Regions from separate parts of the Sus scrofa genome. Here region 1 is linked to region 2. The links are chromatin contacts, called in public Hi-C maps. All regions are on one chromosome and are shown on one strand. The core of a region is the stretch at or near the end of the contact, and the rest is flanking DNA. Distances in the headings are between cores, read along the strand shown. Region 1 overlaps PROSER3 (proline and serine-rich protein 3). Region 2 holds the start of COX6B (COX6B protein).

Region 1 (5,623 bases), core at 2,330-4,829, 100 kb before region 2:
AAAAAATTAAGCAGAGATTGGGGAAAGGGAATGCTGAGAGGACAAATTACAGCTACCTATTGGTTGAATTTGCTGATCTCACTTCCATAATAGGGATTTCCCACATGCTTGGAGTTCCCTCTGCCTGGAATATTTCCCGGCCCCCACTAAACATGACTGCAAATTCCTTCACACTCCCCTCATGAAAAGGTAGAGTCTATCTCCCCTTGCCCTTGAATCTGGGCAGGATTACGACAACTTCAGTCAACAGAGAATAGGAATGAATAGGAATGGACACTATGTGATTCAAAGGTTAGGTAGTGAAAGGCAAAGCGGTTTCCTCCTTGACCACTGGAATGACTAGCTCTGGAGCCTTGAGGTGTCATGTGAAAAGTGGGTAGTCATTTTTTTGTTTGTTTTGTTTTTCTTTTTTGGCCACCCCACAGGCATATGAAGTTCAGGAGCCAGAGATCAGATTCGAGCCACAGCTGTAACCTATGGCACAGCAGTGGCAACACAAGATCCTTTAACACACTGTGCCGGACTGGGGAGTGAACCTGCGTCCTGGTGCCACAGAGATAACACTAATCTTGTTGTGCCACAGTGGGAATTCCTGCAGTGGTCATGTCATGTCTTGAGGAAACCTAAGCCACATGGAGAGACCTTGTGTAGGCACTACAGGCCATAGGTCTAGCTTGGAGTCATTTGATCCCTAATGCCAGACTTGAGAGTAAGGAAGCTCCAGAGAGTCCACTCCCAGCTATCAAGCCACCTTCCTCTTCCCAGTTGAACCCCTAGACATCATGGGGCAGAGACAAACTGTCCCCAACTGAGCCCTATCCACATTTCTGACTCACAGAATCCATGAGCATAATGTAATGACTGTTTCATGCCACTAAGTTTTGGGGGTGGCTTGTAACCCAGAAATAGTCATTAGGATGGCCCTTTGTCAACTATGAATTCCTGGCACCGCTCAAATGTAATTTCCTCAATAAAACTTCTAGGCCCCGCTCACTGCCCAGCTAAATCAGATTCTGCTACTGTAAACATCTTTTCCTCCTTATATTGAAACAGATCTTCTTGATTTTATATAAATGTATGGTTTAAATACACACAACCAGCAATGCAGGATCCAAGCCATGTCTGTGGCCTACACCACAGCTCATGGCAATGCCGGATCCTTAACCCATTGAGTGGGGCCAGGGATCGAACCCACATCCTCATGGATACTAGTCGGGTTCATTACCACTGAGCCATGAAGGCAACTCTCAATATTTATTTTTCTTTTGAGGTAAACTTTACATACAATGAAATTCACAAATTTCTTTCAATTTTGCTAAGTGTGTACACCTTTGTAATCCAAATCCTTACCCAGCATGGCAACTGGACTTTTTATACGGCATCCCAAGGCTCCAAAAGAAGAGAGAGACAGACAGATTGAAAGAAAACCAGATAGAAATGATATCACCTTTTCTAATCCAGTTTAGAAAGTTAAAGCAATATTGCCTCCCTTGCATTCTGGCAATTACAAAGTTATACCTGGTTTCAAGAAGGGACATAGACTCTACTTTTTAATGGGAAACATGTTCAAAAATTCACCAAGAAAACAATACTTTTTTCAATAATCCAGACAGGTGAAGATAGCCTAGACTGGGTGGGGCAGTCGAAGGGGGCGAGGGGAGGGGTTAAATTCTGGAGAGATTTAAAGGTAGAGGTGATAAGACTCGCTGGTCAACTGACCATGGATGTAAGGGAATGAGGCGTCAGTGACAGCTATGGGGCTTTTGGCCTGAGTAGGTAGAAGGATGGAGCGGAGGAAAGCCAGGGAGTAGCAGGTTTAGGGGGAAGACTGGGAGCTCAGTTGAAGACCTATGGAGTTTGAGACATTGCTTAGAACCTTTTGTGTGCTCTAAGCTCACTGATGTGCAAGTAGCAGGATACAGGAACCTGAGAAAATAGAAGATAGAAATTTGGGGGCTATGAAAATAAAGATGGGATTTAGAGCCATGAAGAATGAGGATACATAGAAAAGTCAAGGCCAGGGCCCTGGGACACACCGAAGTGACAGGTTGGGGCAATGAGGAGGCACAACCAGAGGTGAGGAGAAGGGTGGGGTTCTCGAAGCCAGGAAAGGAAGTGCTTCAAGGAGGGAGGGGTCAGCACACCAAATGCTGCTGCTGCTGCTGCTGGCCCAAGCAGGATATGGACGGAGGCCCAAGTACTGTTCTACATTCTGATGACCCCACTAGCTTCATACCCAGAGGGCAGTTCCACTGGTCTCATCTGAGACAAGAGGATCCCTTCTTTTTTTTTTTTTTTTTTTTTTTTTTTGGCCACACTCACAGCACGGGGAAGTTCCTAGGTCATGAATAGAACAGACCACAGCTGGGGCCACACAGGATCCTTAACCTGATGAGCCACAGGGTAACTTCCAGGAGGATCCTTCCTTCCTTCCTTCCTTCCTTCCTTCTTTCTTTCTAGGACCACAGTACAGCATATGGAAGTTCCCAGGCTAGGGGTCGAATTGGAGCTACAGCTGCTGGCCTACACCACAGCCACAGCAATGCCAGATTCAAGCTGAGTCTGTGACCTACACCACAGCTCACGGCAATGACAACACCAGACCCTTAATCCACTGAGCAAGGCCAGGGATCCAACCTGTGACCTCATGGATGCTAGTTGGGTTCCTTACCGCTGAGTCACAACAGGAACTCCAGGAGGATCCATTCTTAAGAGTCAGATAAAGTGAGTCCCAATCTTGCCCAAAGTCTTACCTAGAACCCCTATCCTGTCCTCAAAAAGGATGAAATCAGAAAAGATTTTGTTTCACTGGTCAGAAACTAGGGTGAGGTAGGGCTGGGCAGAGCTAGGGTATGTGTGTGTGTGCTGGGGGGGACCCATTCCCTAAATTAGCATGACCCTTGACCTTTCCAGAACAATTCCTTTCTCAGAGGTAACCAGTAACCTGAAAAAAGAATTTATTAGGAAAATAGAATTTGTACAATTCAAAGTTGTCTGGCCTCAACAGAGTCTCCTTCTCTCTGCAGTCGCATTCCTGGGGACCCCGGGAGGTGACCTGGCTGGAGGAGACCAAGACCCTGGGTCTTCTGTGTGGCCCAGCAGGCGGGATAATTGTGTGTCCACTTTCCTGGAAAAAAGCCAGGGAAGTAGAGGCTGAGGCATTTGCTCAGGATTGAGCTCTGGGGCTGTGTACGGTTCTGGGACAGGAGCTCAGGAGAGGTGGGCACCAACTGGGGGTCTGAAAGGATTCAGAGGCCCGGTGTTTTAAGTCCTGGTGATGGTTACCTTTTCTGTTGCCGAAGCTCCGCCCTTTGAACCCTTAGCACCTGCAGTACAGGGTCGTCTTGGAACTCGCTGCCGTCGGAGTCTGGGAGGAGAAGAACGAGATTCAGGGGCCGGACCACCATCTAGATCCCCCCAGCCGGCAGCCTCGTGCGCGCACATCGGTGAACTCCAGCTCACCTTCTGCAGCCTTTAGAAGTCTGGCGGCCTGGGAAAGCAGATCTGAGGAGGCGTGGCCAGCAGCAGTTGAAGGCGTGGCTACAACTTCAAGCAGCCCGGCCTTGAGTGGAGGGGGCGGGGCCTTGACCCGAGTGGCCGCCTCCTCAGCTGGAGGGGGCGGGACCTTTGGTAGCAAACGGCCAGCTTCCGTCCAGGGAGTGTCTTTGTCCTTCCGCGGCACTGGTCCCGCTAGGGGGAGCATGGCCTTGCCGTTCTGAGACTCGGCCTCAGACCGAGCCGGCGGGGTCTCTGCCTGCGGACACCATGATTCAGAGAGCGGGGCTGTGACCTCTGGGCGAGGGGACGTAACCTTGGACTGAAAGGGTGCGGCCTTGACTTTCCGACTTTCAGCCTCGGGTGGAGGCGGGCCCTCAGGCCGAGGGGGCGTGTCCTCCAGGCTGTCCGGAAAGAGCCGAGCCGCCACCACCTGGCCCAGGGCGCCTTTGAGCTGCGGGCCAGGCCCATCTTCAGCTGCCTTAACTCGCCCAGCAGAACCCCGGCTTGGGGTTCTGCTTCTCCGAGGCTTGGAGCGCTGCCTCTCGGACTCGGCGGGGCTACTCGGTGCAGGGGTGGGCAGGCCTTGGGGGGCGGCAGGGGGCGCAGAGGTGGAGGCAGGGGGTGTGGGGGTTGAGGCTGGAGGCGTAGAAGTGGAGGCCTGGGGAGCCGAGGTAGAGGCTGGAGGCGCAGTGGTGGAGGCTGGGGGCATGGAAGGAGTGGCCCCAAGAGATACCCAGGGACCGGGCTGCGGTGCCCAGAAAAATCCATGGGGACTGGGGCCCCAAAAGATGGGTGGAGAGAACCCTGGGATAATAGGCCTCTCCACAGGAAAGGCCTCTTTGGGAAAAGGCGGAGCCACACTGCCCCAAAGTGGGAGGCAGTTAGGCTGGGTTCCTAGCGAACTAAGGGTCTCCGTAGGAGCAGAAGTCTGTCGACTGATGGGGACGGGGACCTGAGAGGGAGAGAAAGGGTAGAGGGTCTTCAGTCCCCCCTCAGACTTCCCCTTTTCCAACTTTTCTTAGGATCCCTCTCCATCCCTCTCAGGCGCCACCCTCCCCCCTCTCACCGTAGTGGTGAGGGCAGGGGTCCCGGGCAGCACCCAGGTCCCATCACCCTGGCTTCCTCGAGCCTGTTCCAACTTCCGCCGCTGCCGCCACTGGTACAGAATGTCATCTTCTGGCCGCAGGGGTGCCCGGGAGGAGACCGGTGCTGAAGCAGGGACAGGGGCAGGTGCTGGGGTTGCTTTGGAGTAAGGAGAGGGAAGAGGTTTAAGTCTGGGGCCAGAAGTGAAGAGCAAGGGCCGCCTAGCACATTCCCTTCGATGGTCCCGGAAATTTCTTCAGACAAGCTCTCGCGATAACGTCTCAACTCCTCCGGGAGACAAGGAAGTGGGGAAATGGGCAAATCAGAGACGAGAGCACTCCTGGGCTTCTCAACCTGTCATCATTCAATTCTTCATTCATCAACAGCTATTTATTGAGCTCCGACTATGTACCAGGCACTGTTCTGAAGCACGGTTCTGTACCCTGCTCCTCAGGTACAGAAGTGACCAAGACCCATTCTCCAGAATCTGCTCACTTCTCCCCACTTTACTGCCCTCACCTGCCAACCCCACAGCAACTGCCTCCCATTTCCCTTCTAGCCTGTCCTCCCAAACTCTTCGCACCTGCAGCCAGAGGGAGCCTGTGAACACCTGAGTCAGATCCAGGCCCTCCTGGGTTAGATTTTTCCCCAGGCTGCACCTGTCTCCTGGTATAAAGCAAAACCCTTTGCATCTGTGGTTCCTACTACCTGGAATGCTCTTTCCTCAAGTATCCACAGGGTTCACTTCAAGTCCTTCAGATAGCTGCCCGAGTATGACCTTCTTAGTGACAGAGCCCTTCCCTTGGCCACCCTACTCAAAATGGCAACAACCCCGGCCCTACCACTCTCTATCCTCTTTCCTGTTCGGTTTTTCTCTTTAGCACTTAGCACCTGCTAACTACTAATGATAGTTCTCTGCTTATTTCATCGCTCCCTCCACAACTGCCAGCATTGCAAGGGCAGCAGTTTTTGCCTGTCTAGCCATTACCATATCCCCAATGTCAAGAACGGCCTGGGGTCAGTACCTGTGTCACAAACGCAA
Region 2 (5,852 bases), core at 2,247-4,746:
AGTCCAGAACTGGGGCAAGGAAAGGGAAAAATGGCTTGATGCTGAGACGCTGGCATCCTAGAGAGGACATGAGGGGGATGGTCTGATTTATTAAAACCAGTAGGAAATTAATCTAAAAATTAATCTAAAAATTACTCCATGTATTACACTCCTAGGCACACTCCCTAGAGAGAAAAGCATTCACGTGGATACCAAATTACATTTATAAGCATGTCTATACAAGCGTGATTCTTGAACCCCAAACTGGATACCATGTGTCTGTGAATAAAATATAAAACTGTACAGTAGGGGAGTTCCCGTCGTGGCGCAGTGGTTAACGAATCCGACTAGGAACCATGAGGTTGCGGGTTCGGTCCCTGCCCTTGCTCAGTGGGTTAACGATCCGGCGTTGCCGTGAGCTGTGGTGTAGGTTGCAGACGCGGCTCGGATCCCGCGTTGCTGTGGCTCTGGCGTAGGCCGGTGGCTACAGCTCCGATTCAACCCCTAGCCTGGGAACCTCCATATGCCGCGGGAGCGGCCCAAGAAATAGCAGCAACAACAACAACAACAACAAAAGACAAAAAGACAAAACAAAACAAAAAACTGTACAGCAGTAAAAATGGGCAAAATATAGGAGTTCCTGCTATAGCTCAGCAGTAATTAACCTGACTAGTATTCATGAGGATGCAGGTTCGATGCCCTGATCAATGGGTTAAGGATTTGGCATTGCCATGAACTGCAGTGTAGGTCCCAGATGCAGCTTGGATTCCATGTTGCTGTGGCTGTGGCTTCAATTCAACCCCTGGCTGAGCTTCCATATACATGGGTGGCCCTTAAAAAAAAAAAAAAAAAAAAAGAGAGAGAGAGAGCAAGCAAAATACATGCCACAGCATCAATGAATCTTGAAAACTGTTGAAGAAATCCAAACACAAAGGAATACACACAGTATTTATAACATTCACAAAGAGACAAAAGCGGTGATAAAACCAAAATGTGATCGCCCTCTCAGTGGGGAGGTAGAGCGCTATTTTCAAGACAGGGAGTGCAGTAGGCAGGGAAGCTCTGAGTGCTGGCAGCATCTAGGTTTCTTCCAAATTACAGTTTCATGGGGGAATTCGAGTTTATTAATTTACTTGTACATTATGTTTTATGTTCCTCCTGTATGTATGTACATTTCATGCACGCATGCACACACGCGCACGCGCGCGCACACACACACACACACACCATCGAGGGGGAGCTTCGTGGTGGTCTAGTGGTTAGGACTCAGAGCTTCACTGCTGCAACCTGGGTTTAAACCCTGGTCTGGGAACTGCGATCCCATATCCCACGTCAAACTGTTGCATGCCATGGCCAAAAAAAAAAAAAAAAACCTTTTGTTTTTTACAAAACAAAACACAAAATCATTGCGGGAACCAAAGTTTGTGCCACTGGCCCAGATCTTGAACACACAGCTGGTGAGGAGGGGCGTGGGCCCTGCAAGGTAGGAATGTTCAGAATAAAAGTGGCCTAGGATGCAGAAGGACCCCTAGGAGGAGGCAAGAGGTAGGTGACTTGAGGTGTGGGACCAGGGGAAGGTCAACATTGCCCCCGCCCGCTCCAACCCATGTCCTGCTCACCCAGGTAGTTCTGCCAGCAGTTCCTGGTCTGGTTCTGGTTGGGGAAGCGGCTGTCAAAAGGAGCTGTCTGGTAGTTCTTGATTTTGGTCTGGATGTCTTCTGCCATAGTGCTGACTCCTGGGGCCAAAGAGAATGGATGCTGGTAGGGCTCTCAGTCCACTCAGGCCCAGTGGAGGCTGGATGCAGAACAGGCTGGGTGTGACCAAGTCAAGCCAGGCCAAGGCCCCCTTCCTTTCAACATGCACACAGAGATGAAAGGCAGGCAAGAACACGCAAAGTGTGGAAGTCACAGCAGGGTAGGGGTGGGGGGCTCAACTCTCTGGTAAAATCAGGCCTTATCTGTCCCAAAATAACACTAGTTGACACTCACCGAGTGCTGACTATTGGCAAGGATGCTTTATTCCTACAGTCACTCTAAAAGGCAGGAACTATTACTATTACTGTTTCACAAAGAGACAGGGTGTTTAAGTGACATCCCAAGGTCAGAGAGCACACATGCCGTGGAGCTGCACTCCATCACTGACATAACCTACACTGCAGGGGTTCTTAATCTTGATCCCTGCCATGAACTCCCCAGGGATCTAATGAACCCTTTCTCAGAATATGTTTAAATGTATTTAGAAGTTGCAAAGGATCACAAAGAAAACCGTTATATGCAGCTGAGGACTTAACTACACAATTTCGAAATAGTCATGAGTGAGGGAGTCCCCGTGGTGGCTCAGTGGTAACGAACCCCACTAGAATCTATGAGGATGTGGATTTGATTCCTGGCATTGCTCAGTGGGTTAAGGATCCTGAGCTGCTATGGCTGTGGTGTAGGCTGGCAGCTGCAGCTCCGATTCCACCCCCCCAGCTTGGGAACTTCCATATGCCCTGGGGGCAGCCTTAAAAAAAAGGAATGAAAATGATATTTTGTGACATCTACAACTGTAATGGGATATAAGATGACCTGTGGTTTTAATGATGCTAATACGACTATGGCCACTGCCTCCACTCCTAACTGAAGGAAACGCTACATTTCAATAAGAGATTAGTAAAAATATAGATGTAAAATTTCCCCCATTCAAGAACTAGAACCCCTTGAATTCTATGGATTCTGTGAACCCAGAGTTAAAAACCTATGACAGAATTTCTAATGAGGTGATACAGTTTTCGTCAGGGAACCTGAAAGAAATTGCCTCTATTCCAGATGATTAGAGAAGTCCTGGGATTACATAGAGGTGAGTGGACTGATGTTAAATCCAAGCGACTCAAGGTAGTGGTAGGGATCGGGGCCATCGAAATGGAGTCTTTCCGGGAGCGGGGCTATCTGGAACTCCAGCAGCTGGGACACACACACGATCGGAAGAATTATTTTGGAAGCGAGATCCACCCGATTTCAGGAGTGCGGTAGACTGGGAGTACCGCTGTGGCCCCTCCAACGTCTAAGGGGGTGGAGGCGCCAGACACCAAGAAGCCATGCCACAGCCCAGGCAAACCACAGGGGGTACATCTGGTGATTAAAAGCCCTGCAGTGCAAACTACTAGGTCCAAATCCTGACCTCTGGCTAAACCGCTTACTGTCTGAACTGCGGTTGCCTCCCTGTCAAAAAGGGATAATCACAGGCCCTACCTCATAGAGCTGGAGGGAGGATTAAATGAATCAATGTAAGTCGCCTGGAATGTTCCAGGCATTGAGGAAAAACTAAATAATCGTTAGCTACGACTATTAACTTGAAGAGACCCCCCCGGGCCCGGGAGGCCTGCTGCCGTCGGCCGGAAACCTCATCTCATTCCCTGGGAAGCAAGGGTCGGACTCTTGAGTCCCCAGGCTGGGATTCCAGGCCCCCGAGGCCTCGACACTCACCTAGAGTCGCGCCTGAAACCGCTGGAAGCTCAATGTGACCCTCAGCAAAGACGCCGGCGTCGGACCGGAAGCGGAATAAAGACCGGCCGGAAGCGGGACGAGACGCGGTACAAGGGAGTCTTCCGCGGGGCTGGGCTGGTCCAGAAGCACTTAGGCCACGCCCATGCAAGAGAACTCCGACCTTCTATTGGTCCGAATGCCTGTTCGTCCTCACTCCCAGCCCAATCGTGAGCTGAAGCGGTTCCAAGCCGTGGGCGCAGTCTCGTCTCCTCCCCGTCCTTACCGAGAGAGAAGGGCTCAGGGTCCTGTCCTGGAGGGAGAGTCCCCCTGTGGAGAAACTATCCCAACGGAAATACTCTTATTCATGCAATAATCATTTATTGAACGTTTACTCTGTGCCAAATATTTCTATTAAGTGTTGGGACGCATAGCTGAAGAAAACACAAAAATCCCTATTCTCGTTATGATTATTACTGGGTCAATTGGAAAATTGGAATTTCCAGGAGTTCCCGTTATGGCACAGAGGAAAAAAATCCAGCTAGGAACCATGGGGTTGCGGATTCGATCCCTGGCCTTGCTCAGTGGGTTGAGGATCCAGCGTTGCGGTGAGCTGTGGTGTAGGTCACAGACAACGCTTGGATCCTGCGTTGCTATGGCTGTGGCTAGGACGGCGGTTGCAACTCCAATTGGACCTCTAGCCTAGGAATCTCCATATGCCACCAGTGCGGCCCTAAAAAGCAAAAAAGAAAAGAAAATTGGAACTTCCAATTGGAAATTCAATTACTGGGGATTGCAAACAAATCATTCTTAAGGAATTAAAAACAAGCCATTCTTTCTCCCAGGGTCGTTCATCCCTATATGAGGAATGCCCAGACTCCATCTTCCTGCTTATTATCATGTTTCCCCAAACCTTAGAAGGCACATTATGTTTTGGAGGCTGCGTACCAGGCCTACACCATCCTAACTGCATGGGGGACGGAGAGCAAGTAGCCACCCAATAAAATACTTGGCAGTGTCAGGCTTAACTGGATTGGGGGCCTCCTGCATTCTGTGTTCATCAGGATTGTAATTATTTGTTTACATGCCTGCATTCATCCCTTTCAATGAGATCTTCCTAAAGCCCAAATTTCTTTGTTTAACCCCCCCCCCAAACCCTCTAACAAAGTCCAGGCTCCTTAATATGGTTCACAGATCCTTTTTTTTTTTAATTCAATGAATTTTATTATATTTATAGTTGTCCGCAGATCCTTTGTGAACTGACCCATGGTCCTCCCTCCAGCCACGTTGAGATATATATATATAAATATATACTTTTTTTGTTTTTTTTTTTGTCTTCTTGCCATTTCTTGGGCCGCTCCCACAGCATATGGAGGTTCCCAGGCTAGGGGTCTAATCGGAGCTGTAGCCACCAGCCTACGCCAGAGCCACAGCAATGTGGGATCTGAGCCGCATCTGTGACCTACACCACAGCTCACAGCAACACCAGATCCTTAATGCACTGAGCGAGGCCAGGGATTGAATCCGCAATCTCATGGTTCCTAGTTGGATTCGTTAACCACTGAGCCATGACGGGACTCCGTCACATTGATATTTTTGGTCTTTGAATAGTGATGTGAGGCCTACCTCCAGGCCTTTGATTATGCTGTTTCCTCCCATTGGAACATTCTTTGCCCACCTGACTTCTCATATCAGCTATTTTTTGGTCCAGGAAGTCTTCCCCGAGAACAACCCACACCCACACCCCCACCCTCTGTGTTTCCCATCCCAGCCCTGACCACGGTGGGTTGTCCCTGCCATCTGGTAATGATTTTGTCTCCCCACTGGACTGTGAACTCTCTAAGGGCAGGGTTCCAGGTTGTCTTGGTCATTACTGAATCCCCAGCATGGCCTACAGTAGGCTCTCTTTAAGCGCTCAGTTGTTCCCAGAACAGGGTAGACTTTCCTTGGGATCTAAGTTCTATGGCCCTTAGCTTGAAGTAGGAAAACAGAATAGGTGACTGGGGGGGCAAGCACCAGGTCTAATTCGCTGATGGCCCCGGCACAGGGAGGGTACACAGTAAGCCCTCTTTGGAATCTTGAGTCCTCTCAAAGGGGGACACAGTGGGTAAATTCGAAAGTTATTGATTGTGTCTGTTTCATGTACAAGTCCCAGTACAGGGCAGGCACAAAGCAGGCAGGCCAGTGGCTACTGAATTTGATTCCTCTGCATGGCCCACCACACAGTGAACACACAGTAGGTCCCCTAAGGGTCCTGTGTCTGTTTTGGTCACGGTGTGACTTGGGATCACAGGGGTGGAAGCGGGGAACGATGTGGGTGTGGTGGTGAGCACAGGTTTCCTGGAGGATCTAGTCGGTACCAGTGGGAAGGATGCAAACAGCACTGGCAACAAGGCTTGACCAGATATTTT

What was found. Hi-C and Micro-C count contacts between places; a contact is called where the count stands out from the background.
Region 1: a contact with region 2 is called in a Hi-C map of liver, with 2.5 times the contacts expected there. The contact joins the enhancer-like site here to the promoter of COX6B in region 2. A contact is called at or near these places in 3 of 47 Hi-C or Micro-C datasets (embryonic fibroblasts, epiblast stem cells and liver) and 2 of 2 datasets of contacts at active chromatin or transcription factors (alveolar macrophages and skeletal muscle).

The regions. Positions count from the first base shown.
Region 1 is chr6:45,192,372-45,197,994 of Sscrofa11.1, reverse strand. PROSER3 (proline and serine-rich protein 3) reads right to left here. Exons shown (of 12, transcript XM_021097124.1): 8 at 4,565-4,740; 9 at 3,463-4,450; 10 at 3,286-3,367; 11 at 3,028-3,127; 12 at 2,943-3,026. The coding sequence ends at 2,985. Among named protein-coding and RNA genes, the nearest start is that of ARHGAP33, 3.5 kb to the left of the region's middle. Within about 2 kb of position 3,579, at least 56 of the 83 cell types and tissues checked have an H3K27ac peak or open chromatin away from gene starts, as enhancers often do. A contact at or near this core is called in alveolar macrophages, embryonic fibroblasts, epiblast stem cells and 2 more, where this site is marked.
Region 2 is chr6:45,089,576-45,095,427 of Sscrofa11.1, reverse strand. It overlaps COX6B (COX6B protein), which reads right to left and starts at 3,496. Exons shown (of 4, transcript NM_001097497.2): 1 at 3,445-3,496; 2 at 1,599-1,774. The coding sequence starts at 1,704. It overlaps ETV2 (ETS translocation variant 2), which reads right to left. Exons shown (of 6, transcript XM_021097205.1): 6 at 5,836-5,852. The coding sequence ends at 5,852.